Regions from separate parts of the Sus scrofa genome. Here region 2 is linked to region 1. Evidence: chromatin contacts called from public HiChIP or PLAC-seq data. All regions are on one chromosome and are shown on one strand. Each heading gives the region's core, a stretch centred on a gene start, on an enhancer-like site or on the middle of the called end of the contact. The rest is flanking DNA. Distances are from core to core; before and after follow the strand shown. Region 1 has its middle 31 kb from the start of SMPDL3A. Region 2 has its middle 32 kb from the start of FABP7.

Region 1 (7,399 bases), core at 1,246-3,745:
ATATTTGGGAAGAATCACGAAAAGTTGCTAACATGATTGCTTTGTCTAAAACCACGTAATTGCAAAAACATGGAAATGGCTGCACAACATAGAAGAGAACCCTATGTTCTGATTAGTCTGTCAGGCAGATTTTATTATTTTGCAGATTAATACTGAGGTTCTTGCTGGATACAACTTACAGTATCCCTTTTAATGTGTGTGTCTTGGAAGCATTTATTCTCAGATCACTCAGACAGCAATAGAATTGTGCTGGGAACAAGGACTGGAGTGACATGGAACATTTTGCTCTTGTCTTCATTTGTCTTCTTTCCTGTTAAGCCTGCAAATTACTGCTGAGTAGTATCAAAGCACCATAGCTGCAGCCTAAGGCAGTTTCTATTCACCTGAAAATTCATTCATCATGAATTCCCTTAAAATCTATCTGGACTCTTTAGCTGAAATATATGTAGTTTCTTATAATCTGTTACTTGTTTTGCAAGGGTTATTAGCACTGGTTTTAATATACATGGATATTCAAATCCTTTGAAAATAAGAAAGTCGCTCTATTCATTATCATAGTTTTAATGGCTATGTTTGTTACAGAAGAAAGAACATCTGAATAAGAACACACCACACACACACACACATATGTATATATACACACACACAAGACTTCCCATTGTGGCTCAGCAGGTAATGAACCCAACTAGTATCCATGAAGATGTTTGTTGGATCCTTGGCCTCACTCAGTGGTTTAAGGATCCTGCATTGCTGTGGCTCTAGTGCAGGCCAGCCCCTGCAGCTCCAATTGGACCTCTAGTCTGGGAACTTCCTAAAAAAAAAATCAAGGAATATATATATACATATATGTATATAACTGAAGCACTTAGTTATAACCTGAACTAACACAACCTTGTAAATCGACTATACTTCAATTTAAAAAAAACAACACTGGCTAGATTAAAAAACAAACAAATTCTGAAATCCAGTATGCTAAATAGAAAGAGTAACAGCTTCCTGATTAGAATTTGGCACTGACTACTCTAGGGCCTTTCCTTCTTGCTTCTTGGTAGCAAGTGAGTTGACCACCTCAGCACATGAACTTTCCTGTATTACAATGAACGGCTCTGGAAGCTGAAGCTTACAGTATCTTGCACATACACAACATAGTATCTCTGATGGGATATTTTTAAGTCACCAACAGTGAAACACTGAGTTTTGGTCAATATGATCTTAGATATCAGGTTGGACAGCACATTGCTGTTTATCTCCTAGGCTAATGTTAAATATACACCAGACACATAGTAAATGGGGCTCTGCTTGACTTGAGCTGATACCTCGCTTTATCTCTATTCTTTGGTTGTCTGAGATGCTAAAACAACAGATTGTGGCAAAACCCACACTCTTCCACAGGCAGTAGTGTTGGGGCTCACGCTACCTTCATTCTTACAGAAAATTTTATCTCTGAGGATTATATCTCCCAGAGTTCTACAAACATTTCTCCTCATTTTTTGCCTATTTATTTTCTGGAGGTTTTAGTCTAATTTTTATAGAGTGAGATGTGATGACTAAGGATGAGGGAAACTGATTCTCAGGTTGCTGCCCTCAGGCTGGAGAGAGGTACCTGCCATGATTTCTAGTTGGTGAATGTCTTGTGCTTCTGAGCCAGTGGCAGACATGGGGTTAAGGCAAAGATTTCTTTTTTTTTTCTTGCAAAGCAGCAGGTTTACATTGCTTGATTGTATATTGTGCAGAAATCAGTAATTGTTCTTTCTATCAATTTAGCAGTTCAAATTCTTTCCAATTCTGACAACAGGATGACTCCTAGTCTTGGTTAATTATTCTTCATGAAATATTTATGGAATTCCTCCTACATCTTAGTTGCTGTTTTAGGTACAGGGGAAAGTACCAGTGGCAATATGGTGAGCTGTTAGACAGATGTTATTTGACACTGAAGTTCAACCTAAGACACAGAAGGCATATAGAATGAACTTAAAATTTTAAAGCTTTATCAGTTCAATATATTTTAATATCTATAAGTTGATCATTAAGGAAATTAAAGTTCTTAAATAATACTGTACAACTTTCAAAATAATAATTCTTTAGGTCTTTAATGTTAAAAAAGGATTTTAGCCCACCTACACATTATTTATGCACAGAGTTGACTCAGAAAGATTAAGGAAGCTGCTCAAGGGATATGCCCAAGTAAGTAAAGAAGCTGAAACTCAACCCACACCTTCTGACTCCAAGTTTAGTACTATTTCCATTATACTAGTCAAATTTGCAGTTTCCAGCACTTTCCACGTTGATGTATAATTCATTATGTTCACAGGGCAACAGATAACAAATTCTTCTACTAAAACAATTTCAGTTGTTTCACAATTGAGTTAGACAGTAGATTTTTTCCAAGACTGTCAGTATTTCAAAATACATTTATTCAGTAACCTCTTGCCACTTTCCTGTTCTAGATCTCAGAATCAACATTCTTCTGAGGCTACATGCCTTTTTATGAGGAAACACTCACTTGGTTGCTGATGAGTTGAAAATACAACCAAGGCTTCCTGATGTAGTCTTGACCTGCTTCATTAAACTAAAACTTCTGTTTTATATTTTGATTTCCTTTTTCTCCTGACCAAGATATAGAAATCATGTAAGAGTTTATCCTTTTTCTATTAACTTTTCAAGTATAAGAGTTTTTTTTTTCAATTGATTTTTTATATGCTAAATGAATCATTGCTTTCAATATGTTGCTTGAAATCTTTTTTTGTCTTTTTTTTTTTTCTTTTGGGGCTAAACGCGTGGCATATGGAAGGTCCAAGGCCAGGAATCAAATCCGAGTTGCAGCTGTGGCTTATACCACAGCTGTCGCAACGCTGGATCCTTAACCCACTTCACTGGGCCAGGGATCAAACCAGCACCTCAGCAGTGGCCTGAGCCACCGCAGAGGCACCCAAGATCCTTAACCCTCTGTGCCACAATGGGACCTCCTATCTTTTCCTTTTTAGAGTTCATTATATATTTAACTAAGTTCAGTCAATTCACCCACATGCACCTACACACACATAGTAAGGTACTGTCATGAGAGGAAAGAATTTTCACTCAAAAATGAGAAATGACAGCATCCAAACCTTTTATATTTTCTACTAATATAACTTTTTCAAAAGATATTGAAGTGATTTTTTAACCATCACATAATAATTATTCCAAGCAAGTACAACAATGGATGCTGAAACTTGGATGAAAGTTTGAAGAGGAACAATATATTGCATCATCGTATTGCTACAGATTACAAATTGATTATCAAAGTTAAAATAGTAGCTTCATAGTCCAGAAACCTGGCAGATGCTATCTCAACCAAGTACTCATAGTCACATGTCACTGATAAATAAGTGAGCTTCCTATTGTGATCAACTAATGATATATACTTCTGCCTGAATGACATAAAATAAACATACACATAAGGAAACATCAGACAAATACACAATGAGGGACATTCTACAAGACAACTGGATAGTAATCTTCAAAAAGGTCAATGTCATGTAAGAAAAAGAAAGATTGAGGAATCATTTCAGATTAAAGGAGACTAAAGAGACTCGGCAAGTAAATGGAATGCAAAGTCCTGGACTGGGACAAAAATTTCCATAACGAATATTACATGGATAATTGGTGAATAATGAAAATAAGCTGTATATTTTATAATATTGCATTACGTAAAACCTCATAAATTTGATAATTGTATGTGGTTATGTAAGAAAATGCCTTTGTTCTTGGAATAAATGCTGTGATATTTAGGAGGTAAAAGGTATGATGTTCGCAACTAACAAACAGTTTAGGTAAAAAACTAGCACTCACACACACCAACATGCATACCTATGTCTGTATACATATACAGATATATACACATAAAATAAAATGTTGAAAAGTAAAATAAAATGTGAAAAAGTTAATTCAAGGAAAACTTCCAAGCTGAAAACCAAAACAAAATGAAGCAAAAGAAAGTGAAAGTTATTAAAGCCACAACTGTTGTTTTTTTCTTCAGTCTGTCTTAAAAAAATACTGGCATGCTTAAATCAAGTCTAAAGATCAGGGGCAACATTTTGGAGGTTGTTTTATTTATGCCCTTCTTACTATCTAAAATGTCCATTTTTTGCTTCAGTGACATCAGCTATTTCTTAATTGTTTTAGGTAGCTTATAAAATTTTACACACAACGTGACTTAGTTATGTCATCTTGAGCTTTTTTCACTCTCTTGCTATACTCACCATTTAGGCAGACTGTTTTGTTGCTGTAATACAGGGAACCTTTTGATCTCATACCACTCCATCCCTGGTGCCTTTATGTAATCTCCATTCACACTGCATGTTTAGCATTGCCTGTCATGAGGCTGCCTGAACCATGGTAACCCCTTGTAACTCAGTAAACAATGGAAAATAGATGGATCATTCTTTCTAGCAGCATGTTGTGAGGTAATTGGCTTTCATTACAGGCTTTCTTGTGGAGGGGATAGGGATTAGATGCTATAAACACAGGGTAGAATATATCTGCTCTCCCTAAAGGCCAAGTTCAAGGCTATATGAATCATTCTTACTTTCTCACAACTGTTTTTCAGTTTCTTTCTGAGCCTTTAAAACAGACGACTCCTCTTAGCATGGCTTCTTGCCATTTTCAACATCTCTCTTAAGGGATTCTCATTCCTCTATTTAAATGATCATAAAGAAAATATTTCTTTCTTTCATGTGTTAATGCAGCAATGAGTAGCTAGAAGCGATATGACTACAAGTTACATTTTCCTGGGAAGAAAAGACTACTTCTCTCACATTTTCCTTTGGAGCTTAGAGGAAAAAGAAAACAAAAAGCTTTCTTTTGTGTGTGTGGTTGTGATTACCAAATGCCTTACACAAAAATCAATCAAATGCACTAATATATATATATATATATATTTAAATTTTAGTGTTTTTATTGAGTAAACTGGCAATTTATAATGAAGGAATTTACTCAGGACCACTGTAAACAGTATGTTCATGTTATCAGTGACCCGGATTATTTTCATCATTTCCTGGTGCTTCTTGTTGCTATGACATCACTTTGTCTGAAAGAAATGCTCTCTTTAGCAACAGGAAATTTTTGACACACTTGGTTTCTGATGGAGAGTTTTCAGGCAGATTTAATCAGTCATCTGTGTCTCTTTTACTATTAAATACACTACAAGCATTTTCCCTTTGCTGCATTTCTCTTTGAAGCATTTTTTTTTTTTTTAATTTGTTCTGGGGGTGAAGTTTGGCTGTGCCTATGGCATGTTTAAGTTCCTGAGCCGGGGATCTGAACCTGAGCCACAGCAGTAACCCAAGCCACTGCAGTGACAATGCCAGATCCTTAACCTACTGCACCACAAGAGAACTCCAGAAATGATTTGAATTTATATTTAAATAGTGGTTTTATTTGGCCAAGGAAAAGCTTGAAAATCCGTCTTTTGTTGCAAATGAAGAAGCTCTTTGGTATGCAGGTAATTGTGAAAAGAATTCCTCTGTGATTTGTAATAAGAAGTTGGGGCCTTGTCCAAAAAGTTCAAGAATTGGCGTGTGTGTGTGTGTGTGTGTGTGTGTGCGCACGTGCATTAGCATTATTTTTGTTTGTCTAAATATAGATGGAAGAGCTTGATGGAATGGAAATTCCTCATATGTATTCTACTTCTAGAATTCTATGACCATAACAACTTTAAGCCTTGAAGACAGTATGCTTACATGCGCAAATAATGCTAAGGCATTCCCTGATGCACTCTGCCCAAAATTTAACTACCTAAGGAAGCACATGAAATAAAAGCATCAAATTCTCTTCCTCTGTCCCAGTCATAATCATGTTTCTCCCACTTTATAAAGAAAAGCATTCTTCTCCTCCATCCAGGATCTTTCTGTGGGTCATGACTCCCCCATGTAAAAATTTACTGGATATCAAATAAAGGGACACTTAAAAATATGACAGTGTCAAGAAAGTGTATATCCTTAATGATTGGACAATTTTTTTTTTTGCAAGTCAGTTGGTTTATAATTCTTTCTAATTTCTAAGTTGAGATATACTGATAGATTATTAAAATAATTTTTTATGATGAATTTTTTATAATTTTTTATGTGGGATTTCATTGAATTCAAGGGATTCAAGGAATAGATGATATTTCTATTTTGAAATTGTTCCCCTACTATTTATGTAAATAATGTTTCTCAGTATGCAATATAAATTCACAAAAAAATGTTCAGCAGTCACCAATATAGCTCAGTGGTTAACGAACCTGACTAGTATCTATGAGGATGCTATTTTAGCCCTGGCCTCAGTCAGCGGATGGGGAAACTGGTGTTGCTGTGGCGGTGGTGTAGGCGGGCACCTGCAGCTCTGACTGGACCCCTAGCCCGGGAACTTCCCTGTGCTGCAGATGCAGCACCAAAAAAGCCAAAAAAAAAAAAAAAAGTACAAAATAAATGCTCATTTTGTTTTATCCAAACATATGATGTATCAACAATATATAAATTAACAGGAAAAAAAGTACCTTCCATATCCTTAACAGATGCCATGGTAAACTACATTATTGGCCCCAAATCTTTATTCTTTCTTCTCTTTGCCTTGAAATCTTGCAGTTACCCCCACAAAAGGCGTAGAGTATATTTCCCAATCCCTTGCCTCTGGTTTGACCTTGTGACTTGCTTTAGCCAATAGGACTAGTGGAAGAGATGGTATTTTAGTTCTGAGACTAGGTTTCAACAGATCTACATGTTTCAACTTTCTTTTTTATGTTTACGTTATGGCCATGGGAAAGAAGTGGCCTGGCCAGGGAACTTGCCCATGGAGGGCATGAGAGGAACACTTAGGAGAATTATTCCAGATAATCTGTCCCAACCAATACCAACTTAGAATAAAGTAGACACCCAGCTACAGACACATGAGCTAGAAAAATAAATTGACTTAATCACTGAGTTTTGGGGTGCCAGCAGCAATTGCTAACCAAAATAAATATTTAATAAATAATAATGTACTTGTGTAATATTGATCAATTTCTGTTAATAATGAAATAAAATCTATAAGACCTGTTTTAGTACTTTAAGCATTATGCCACAGGGAATTAAAAAAAATAATTTATGCATTTATTTTAGTTGAAGAGAAGTCTGATCAAGGATCAATATTTGGGTAAAATGTAAAATTACAACATTTGAGTTAAAATGGAATGCAAATGTGAATTCAAGAAATAAAATGCATGAAACTTTCTGACCATCCAGGAAGAGATGGATCATGTGTTTTCTTTTAATGAATAATGATGGGGAATCAAATTACTATGGTGTTTTGTGCATTAGGGTTCAATCAGAACCTCTTGGGGGGGTCTGTCCATCTACTAACCTATCTCTTTATATGGATTTATCTATTTTTGTAGAATAAG
Region 2 (7,399 bases), core at 1,466-3,965, 70 kb before region 1:
CCAGACATTTTTTTTTTGTGATCTGGGCTGGAAAGGTTTGAACTTTCTCAGATATGAGTGCCTGCAGGGGGAGGTATCCTATATGCAAAAGGAAACACCGCATTAGCTTTCAGTTTTGCTAGGTCAGGTGGCTTGGGCAGCTTGGGCAGATGATGGTGGAGAGAGAGAGAAAGGGAGAGAACAAGGGGAAGAATTACCAGGCACACTAGCCTGTTGCCTTTTCTGTGGAACCTGGCAGCTTAAGTTCAAATTACAGCTCTCCATTTGTACTCGTGACTTTGGTTATTTTACTGTGTTTCATCTTCTCTACTGTGTAAAATGGTGAGTTATTATGAGAATTTAGTGAGTGAATACTGATAAATTGCTAAGGAAAGTGCCTGACAAGTAACAAAATCTTATTATTAATTACTATTATTATCATTATTAATTGCATGAGCATAAAGGGAGGTAGAGACTTCAAGGTGAATGTCCTAGGTCTATTGATTCTTTCCACGTTATTTGCCAAAGCAGATTTTTCTCTTATTCCTTTGCTCTCTTTTCTTTCTCCTTAGCTAGAAAAGAAAATAGGACTGATTAATCAGAATACATACCATTTTTTTTCCAGAGTTATTGATGATGAGTCTTAGAACATCAAAAATCTGCAGCTATTTGGAAGCATTGGCTCAAACAAAGGACTAAAGGGAATGTGTTGTTGCTACCTGTCAAAATCCTGGAATGGATTTCTCATTGAGCACACGGTAATAGGAAAAATTATTATAGTCAGACTTTGAGTGCCTGGTGATTACTAAGCACCATAGTAAATCCTTTTGAAGCTTCATAATAATAATCATACAAAAGAGTTGTTAATATTTCTCATTTTACAGATGAAGAAAATGGATTCAGGGAGTGCCTTTGGGAGTTCACTCAAGTGAGAAAATGGGACAGGGCTCTCAGAACCAAAATGTGCACTGCCTCTGCACTAAATGGCCCCTCTGCCTCAGACCATCTCATCCACAAGTTTTATTAAATTTGTCTGCATTCCACTCAGGAATCCTAAGAATACTAAAAGGTTGTACATAAGTGGAAGAGCATTGAATATCTTAGCACAAGCAGTTTTATTTATTTGCTTGGCATTCACTCATTTGTTCACTCCTTTCATTAATTCGTATTTTACCTAAGTCCAGAAAAGGTTTTAGAGGGTAAGCACAATTGCCACTTAATTTGCTGTAACTGACGACACTCTGTAGGAATAGAAAATTGGTGAGGAGCCTGTGGCTCTTTGGGGTAGGAGGTAGTAACTGGAAGTGAGGCAAAGGGGACAAAGCTGAACTGGAGAGAAGAGAGGCCCCACACCCAAACTTAACTCAGTTCACGTTTGTCCTGGGGCCATGCCTGAAAAGGGCACACCGGCATTCCATGGAAGACAGAAAAATAATCTGGCATGAACTAACTGTTAAGTGTCTTAAAAGGAAGGCCACATAGGCAAAAGCACTGATCTCCCTTGTTCTCTAATGTAGATCACAGAGTGAGTAATGTTTGGCCAGTACTGATGGCAGAGAAGCGTCTAGAGCACTAGATAAGGGATGGGAATGGCTGCAGAGCTCTCAGGAACCATTCTTCTCAGAGCTGGAAATTACAAAAAAGTGCTTGCTCCAACTTAGGGTGTATGGAATTGACTTTGGAAGCTCTGTAAAAGCTCACACGGTGCTTTAGATATATTAGACATTCAAAATTCCTGTTTTATAATAAAATGTTCACCTAAATTGGATTTCCATTCGTGAAAGGGATTTGTTCTTTAAGTCTTTCATTTCTTTGATATTATAATGTTGGGGAGAACAATAAGACAAGCAGAGGGAAATCTGTCAGTAAATGTGGATTTGGTTCTAGGATTTTGACTTAAATTTAACCTAAATTGGCCTCTAGGTAAATCATTTTCCTCTTCTATTTTTATTTTTGAAAATGACTCAAAATCAACACTAGGTGGAGCCGGCATCACACTTGTTACTAATTTAACTGAAGTCCAATTTAATCCAATTCCCTAAGGTTTCCACTTTGTTTTGTTTTGTTTTACCAATTCTGCCACTTGTGTTAGTCAAGATTGGTTCAAAAGCAACAACAATAAACAAAACCCGCATTATTTCAAACACGGTTTTTCTGAGACAGTTTAGAATGGAAGTTATAATATCGTGCTTATCTCTGGCTATTATTTAGGGCACTCTATGCTCATAGATACCAAAAGAGGGTGCTATAATACATTTTTAAAATGTACTTCTTGGGAATACAAAAGCTACTTCTTCCATGCAACAAAAAGTTCTTTTCTGTGTAACAGGGTTGACTGGATTTATTTCTTTTTAAAATTTAAGATAGCTATACACAAATGATTTATTCATTAAAATAAAATTTAAAACAGTTCTCAATTCTTCAGATTCAAAATTAACCTTTGATTTTTTTTTTTCCAAGTTAAAAGCACTATTTTCAATTGTGACTTTGAGACTTTGAAAAGCCTCCGCAGTAAATGATCTGTGAATGTGTGGCTTTATTCTTGATTTAATTCAAAATATCTTCTATCACTTAATAGTTTCTCCCTCCACTTAGGAGAAAAATGGGTCTCATGAAAACAGAATGGAGGTTAACTAAGTGATTATTCCTGGTCTTCCAAGGGCAGGAAGAGAAATAGGTAAAACTTTTCCCACAAATCCCACTGGATGTTGTGTGGGAAAGTTGAGTGCACAAAGGAGACGCTGGTCAAAGAGTCTTGGCAAGGATCCTGCTGGGACAAGAGACTCTGAGCACTGCTTCTTGATATCTCTGGAGGGCTTTCACAAGACTAAAGGTCACATTCAGGCATGGGCCACCTTTGGGGGAGGCGAGGGTGGAAGATAAAGCTTAATATTAATGAATTAGCAGCTAACCCTTCATATGCATCAAAGACTATGGCCAGTGCTTTCTGCCTGTTAATTGATTGAATTATCACCACAGCCCTACATATCCTAAAACAGGCCTGGAGAAGGCATTGCCCAAGGTCATTCTGGTGTAAGTTTGCAGATCAGGCCTCTCCAAAATGCACCACTTTGGCATGTTAATTATTTAGCACTAAAGGCAATGCAGACCCTGAGGGCTCAAGAGAAACTACTGTATCTCCCTTAACTCCCTAGGAGAATTCAAATTCGGGATTTCTCCTAGAAAAAGAGTTCTTACCAGAGATAAATTTTATCTAAGTAGCCCCATCTATATGGCAGGGCAAACATTTTATTACCCAACTTCTGTTCTTCTTATCCTCCAGACCCTCCTGTCCTCAGAGGCCCCAGGCCCCTACCCCATTCCCTAGTTTGTTGAACCTAGAATCTGTGCTTTTAACCACTAACCTACATCATCTCCCCAAATGAGGGCAAACACAGAGTGCTTACCAAATGCCAGGCACCGTTATTCTTCTAAGTTTACCCATGTTAACTCTTATTTCTCATGACTCCATGGGTATTATTGTTCCCATTTTATAGTGAAGGAAACTGAGGCACAGATCAGTCAAAAGGGTAAAATGATGATCAAACTTGAGGGTGTGCTCTAAAGAAAAGACTTTAAAACAGTCAGGATACTCAGCAGGTGCAGAATTCAGCTCTGAGCCCCTTACCATAACTTTCTTCTTTTCCTTGGAGTTCCCTTACTTCCATTGATGTTGTCCCTGCTGGTTGCCCCCGACCCCCAGCTTGCCACGTTGCCCCTTTTTGGTGGCTTTGGTTTAAGCTTGGGGATGAGCCTCTTCTCTTGGTGCCTCTTGTCTCTCCTTGGATTTAAACAAGATGTATGACACAAAATATAGAGAACAAGAAATACTGACTTCTTCTGCAGGAAGTAGAGCTTTCACTGAAGCCTACTGGCTTCCCAGCTCCAGCCTGCCCTCTGCAGACACCACCTTCCTACCAGGTGCCCCCCTCCCCTCTCCGGCCAAGATGGCTTTGAGTCTTCTCCTTCCTACTGGTAATTAAATGAATGGTTCCACTCTCCTAGTGAGAATGCCTGCTTGCTTATAGAAATGGGATGATTAGATGTTTAGCCAGGAACCAGTGTGAGGGGAAGTGAGGAGGGCATAGACCCAGAAGATAACTAATTAGTTACCCATTAACAAAAATTGTGCCCAGGAGTAACCAAAAGTCCAGAAGGGGAAGAAAAGAGAAGTTCTTTTCCATTCAGAGATTCTTTTCAAATACAAGGATTCTTTATATCTTGGAACTTTAGCTTTCTTATATGTAGAATAAAGTTATTGAAAAGTCTTCTAAATCCTACCTAGCCCAGGAACTTCCACATGCTGTGGATGAGGCTAAATAAATAAACAAATAATAATAGGGATCAGGTGGGGTGAGGAGGTCTCTGACTTTTGGACTTATTTTAAAAGATATTTTAAGAGAATAGATTTGATTATCAGCAATAATAGCATATGTATTTTTAACTTACAAATTCATATATTGTTTATTTTTACATTTTTTTTCCTGTGTTGCTTATTTCATCTTCCTGGCTGAGAAAAGACCAATTGTCCATTGCGTGTGCATGCTTCACAACTGCAAACTCAGCAAATGATTGATAATATAAATTCTCAGTATTAATCAAGAGAATGGTCAAAAGTTCTATAGCAAGTAATGCTGTGTAAAACTTTCACTTAATTTAATTTGATTGAGTGCCTTACAAAGCTGCCCTCACTCTCCCCTCACTGCTTCTTCAAGATATGGAAATAAGCAGCTCCACAATGGTGTGTGTTCTGATCCAACACATTATACTTGGTAAGGAGCCACTCCATCTGAGTGGCCAGCGACTCTAAGGACATTTCTTCCCTTTTCTTAAGATGTTCACATTTCTAAATAATCTTCCTGTTCTTCCTCACCCCACCTGATCCATATTCTTTTTCTTTTCCCAATTATTTTTTTGCCTCATTTGAGGCATGAAGTTCCAGGGCCAGAGATTGGACCTGCGCCAGAGAGGCGACCCAAGCTGCTGCAGTGACAATGGCAGATCTTTAACCCACTGTGCCACCAGGGAGCTCCTGATCCCTATTCCTGGATGTCTTTTTTCTTTTTTTTTTTTTTTTTTTTTTTTTTTTGTCTTTTTGCCATTTCTTGGGACACTCCCATGGTGCATGGAGGTTCCCAGGCTAGGGGTCGAATCGGAGCTGTAGCCACGGGCCTACGCCAGAGCCACAGCAATGCAGGATCTGAGCTGAGTCTGCAACCTACACCACAGCTCACGGAAACGCTGGATCCTTAACCCACTGAGCAAGGCCAGGGATCGAACCCACAACCTCATGGTTCCTAGTCGGGTTTGTTAACCACTGAGCCACGATGGGAACTCCCCCTGGATGTCTTTAGAGTTTTCACATTTGAGTTATTTCTGGCAACAATAGTCAAAAGAGAGTGAGAGAAGCCATCAGTGGCTGTCTTTCTGGGGGGGTCTTCTAGAGTATCTGCTGCCTGCCAGAATGGAGAGGCTGTTTCTGATGTGATCAGAGGCAGATGGGAGGCAGAAAGGCACAGAGCGTATTTGGAGAGAAACGTCCCAGTGTGTGGCTGGCATTGAAGTGACAGTAGTGGAAGATATAGCAAATAAGATTAGAATGGAGATTCAGAGCAGACTCTAGAGACTTGGGAAAGGCAGAGAGAAGCATCTGGACCTTAACCTCTAGGCAATAGGAAAAAAAAAGTTGTGGGTTTTGTTTTTGTTTTTGTTTTTGAAGTGAACCAATGCAATGAAAACTAATAAACTATTTTCTTCAGTTACATAAAAAAAAAATATTTTACGTCTTAGGCTGAGTCAATAAATGGGAAATGGGCAGCAACTAGTTCAAACTTACCAACTCTGTCAAAAATCTCCACATCAGAGAACAAGATCTAGATGCTGCAAGAAACCTCAGTTCTACAAAGGCCTGCTCAGATTTCACACACGCCCTCTGGGTACACTTGATATATTTCTTGCATATGTAGCTCACCCTACCTGGCAGTCTGCTAACAAAAGCAATTTCTCCTCAGTTGAATGTTTCTTTGCCCTTTCTCTCCCATGGGGTGTGTGTGTGTGTGTGTGTGTGTGTGTGTAGAAATTTCATTTCAAATGCCCTCAGTCTTCAGGGAAAGCAGGCAGATGTGGGAATTAGAATCTGAACCGCTGTTGTCTCTGTCACTAAGTCTCCTGCATTTTAATAAGCTGGTGACACAGCCATGCTCTGGTAGCATAAGTGAGCAGAATTTCCAAATCCATAAAAGGTCTATGTGGATTTTCTAAAAAGGAACAAAACAGTAAACATATGGTAGTTAATAGGCCAACTTTAAAGGCAAGTATTTGTTTTGATCTCTTTCCTAAGGGAAAGAAAATTAGCTAATTAATGGAAGAAAAAGTAAGAGAAAATCAAGAGGGGAAGAAATACTAACGATGATGAATAAAGAGGAACGTGAGGAGGAAGGGATATTGAAAAAGAAGGGGAGCAAATCAGTCAGTTCTAGGAGAATAGAAAATTAGAGAGAAAAAATACATTACTGCAGATTTTTCACCAATTGGTTGCCTAAGAAACTTAAATAGAAATGGTACTCTTTCTACTGAATAATTGTTGAAGAACACACTGAATTTAGAGTCTGTTGGCTCTACCAGTATATCAACTGGAAAACAAACACATTTCAGTCATGTTAGTTGACTGTGTTTTCTATATTATGCTTTTCTCCAAACAGAAATGGTCGATTTCAAAGATTTTGGAAGTTAATAGAAAAGGAACAGTTAGAGGAACACAGACATGGTGAGATTTTTGAGAAGTCAGGTTAGTCTAGGATAGCATATTAGTATGTATAACTCCCAGTAACAAATTGTGGAAAAGATAAATTAGGAAGCAGCTCAAAGCCCTCATGTGAGGCCATCTTTACGGTTTGTTAAGTATGCGGTTGAAAGAGTGTGGTACACTGAGGTCATAGAGTGTAGGTAAAAAAAAAATTCACTTTACAAAGCAGTTTTTTATCATCCATTAATATGCAGCTCCCTTTATTGCTGTTATAAAGAACAAAAAACAGTGAAAATACTTTGCTGATCCTCTTTGAATTTGTCTTTTCCATAGTTTATTTTTCTAGAAAATATTATATATGTAATATTATATATACATATACATACATATATATTTATATATACACTCATCTCTACAAAGTTGTCCTCATATTTCCTGGGCCAAATTCTCAGTTTTGTATATATGTGTAGGGTGTGTGTGTTTATATGTGTTTTTAGAGTAGTGTGGAAGAAGGTGGGATGCAATGGGAGTAAGAGATTTTTTTTTCGAAGATGGCTCGAATATCTCTTTTTCCTAAACAAAAATAGAAGGTAAGAGTGTGAGAATTTGGGGAGTTCCTGTTGTGGTGCAGCAGAAATGAATCCGACTAGTAACTATGAGGATGTGAGTTCAATC

The links. HiChIP or PLAC-seq counts read pairs in DNA pulled down with a chosen protein or histone mark.
Region 2: an H3K27ac HiChIP or PLAC-seq map of alveolar macrophages shows a contact between it and region 1. The contact joins two enhancer-like sites. A contact is called at or near these places in 4 of 47 Hi-C or Micro-C datasets (adipose tissue, blood, epiblast stem cells and 1 more) and 1 of 2 datasets of contacts at active chromatin or transcription factors (alveolar macrophages).

Annotation. Positions count from the first base shown.
Region 1 is chr1:39,834,422-39,841,820 of Sscrofa11.1, reverse strand. No RefSeq gene overlaps it. Among named protein-coding and RNA genes, the nearest start is that of SMPDL3A, 31 kb to the left of the region's middle. Within about 2 kb of position 2,495, at least 3 of the 83 cell types and tissues checked have an H3K27ac peak or open chromatin away from gene starts, as enhancers often do. A contact at or near this core is called in alveolar macrophages, where this site is marked.
Region 2 is chr1:39,904,632-39,912,030 of Sscrofa11.1, reverse strand. No RefSeq gene overlaps it. Among named protein-coding and RNA genes, the nearest start is that of FABP7, 32 kb to the right of the region's middle. Within about 2 kb of position 2,715, at least 6 of the 83 cell types and tissues checked have an H3K27ac peak or open chromatin away from gene starts, as enhancers often do. A contact at or near this core is called in alveolar macrophages, where this site is marked.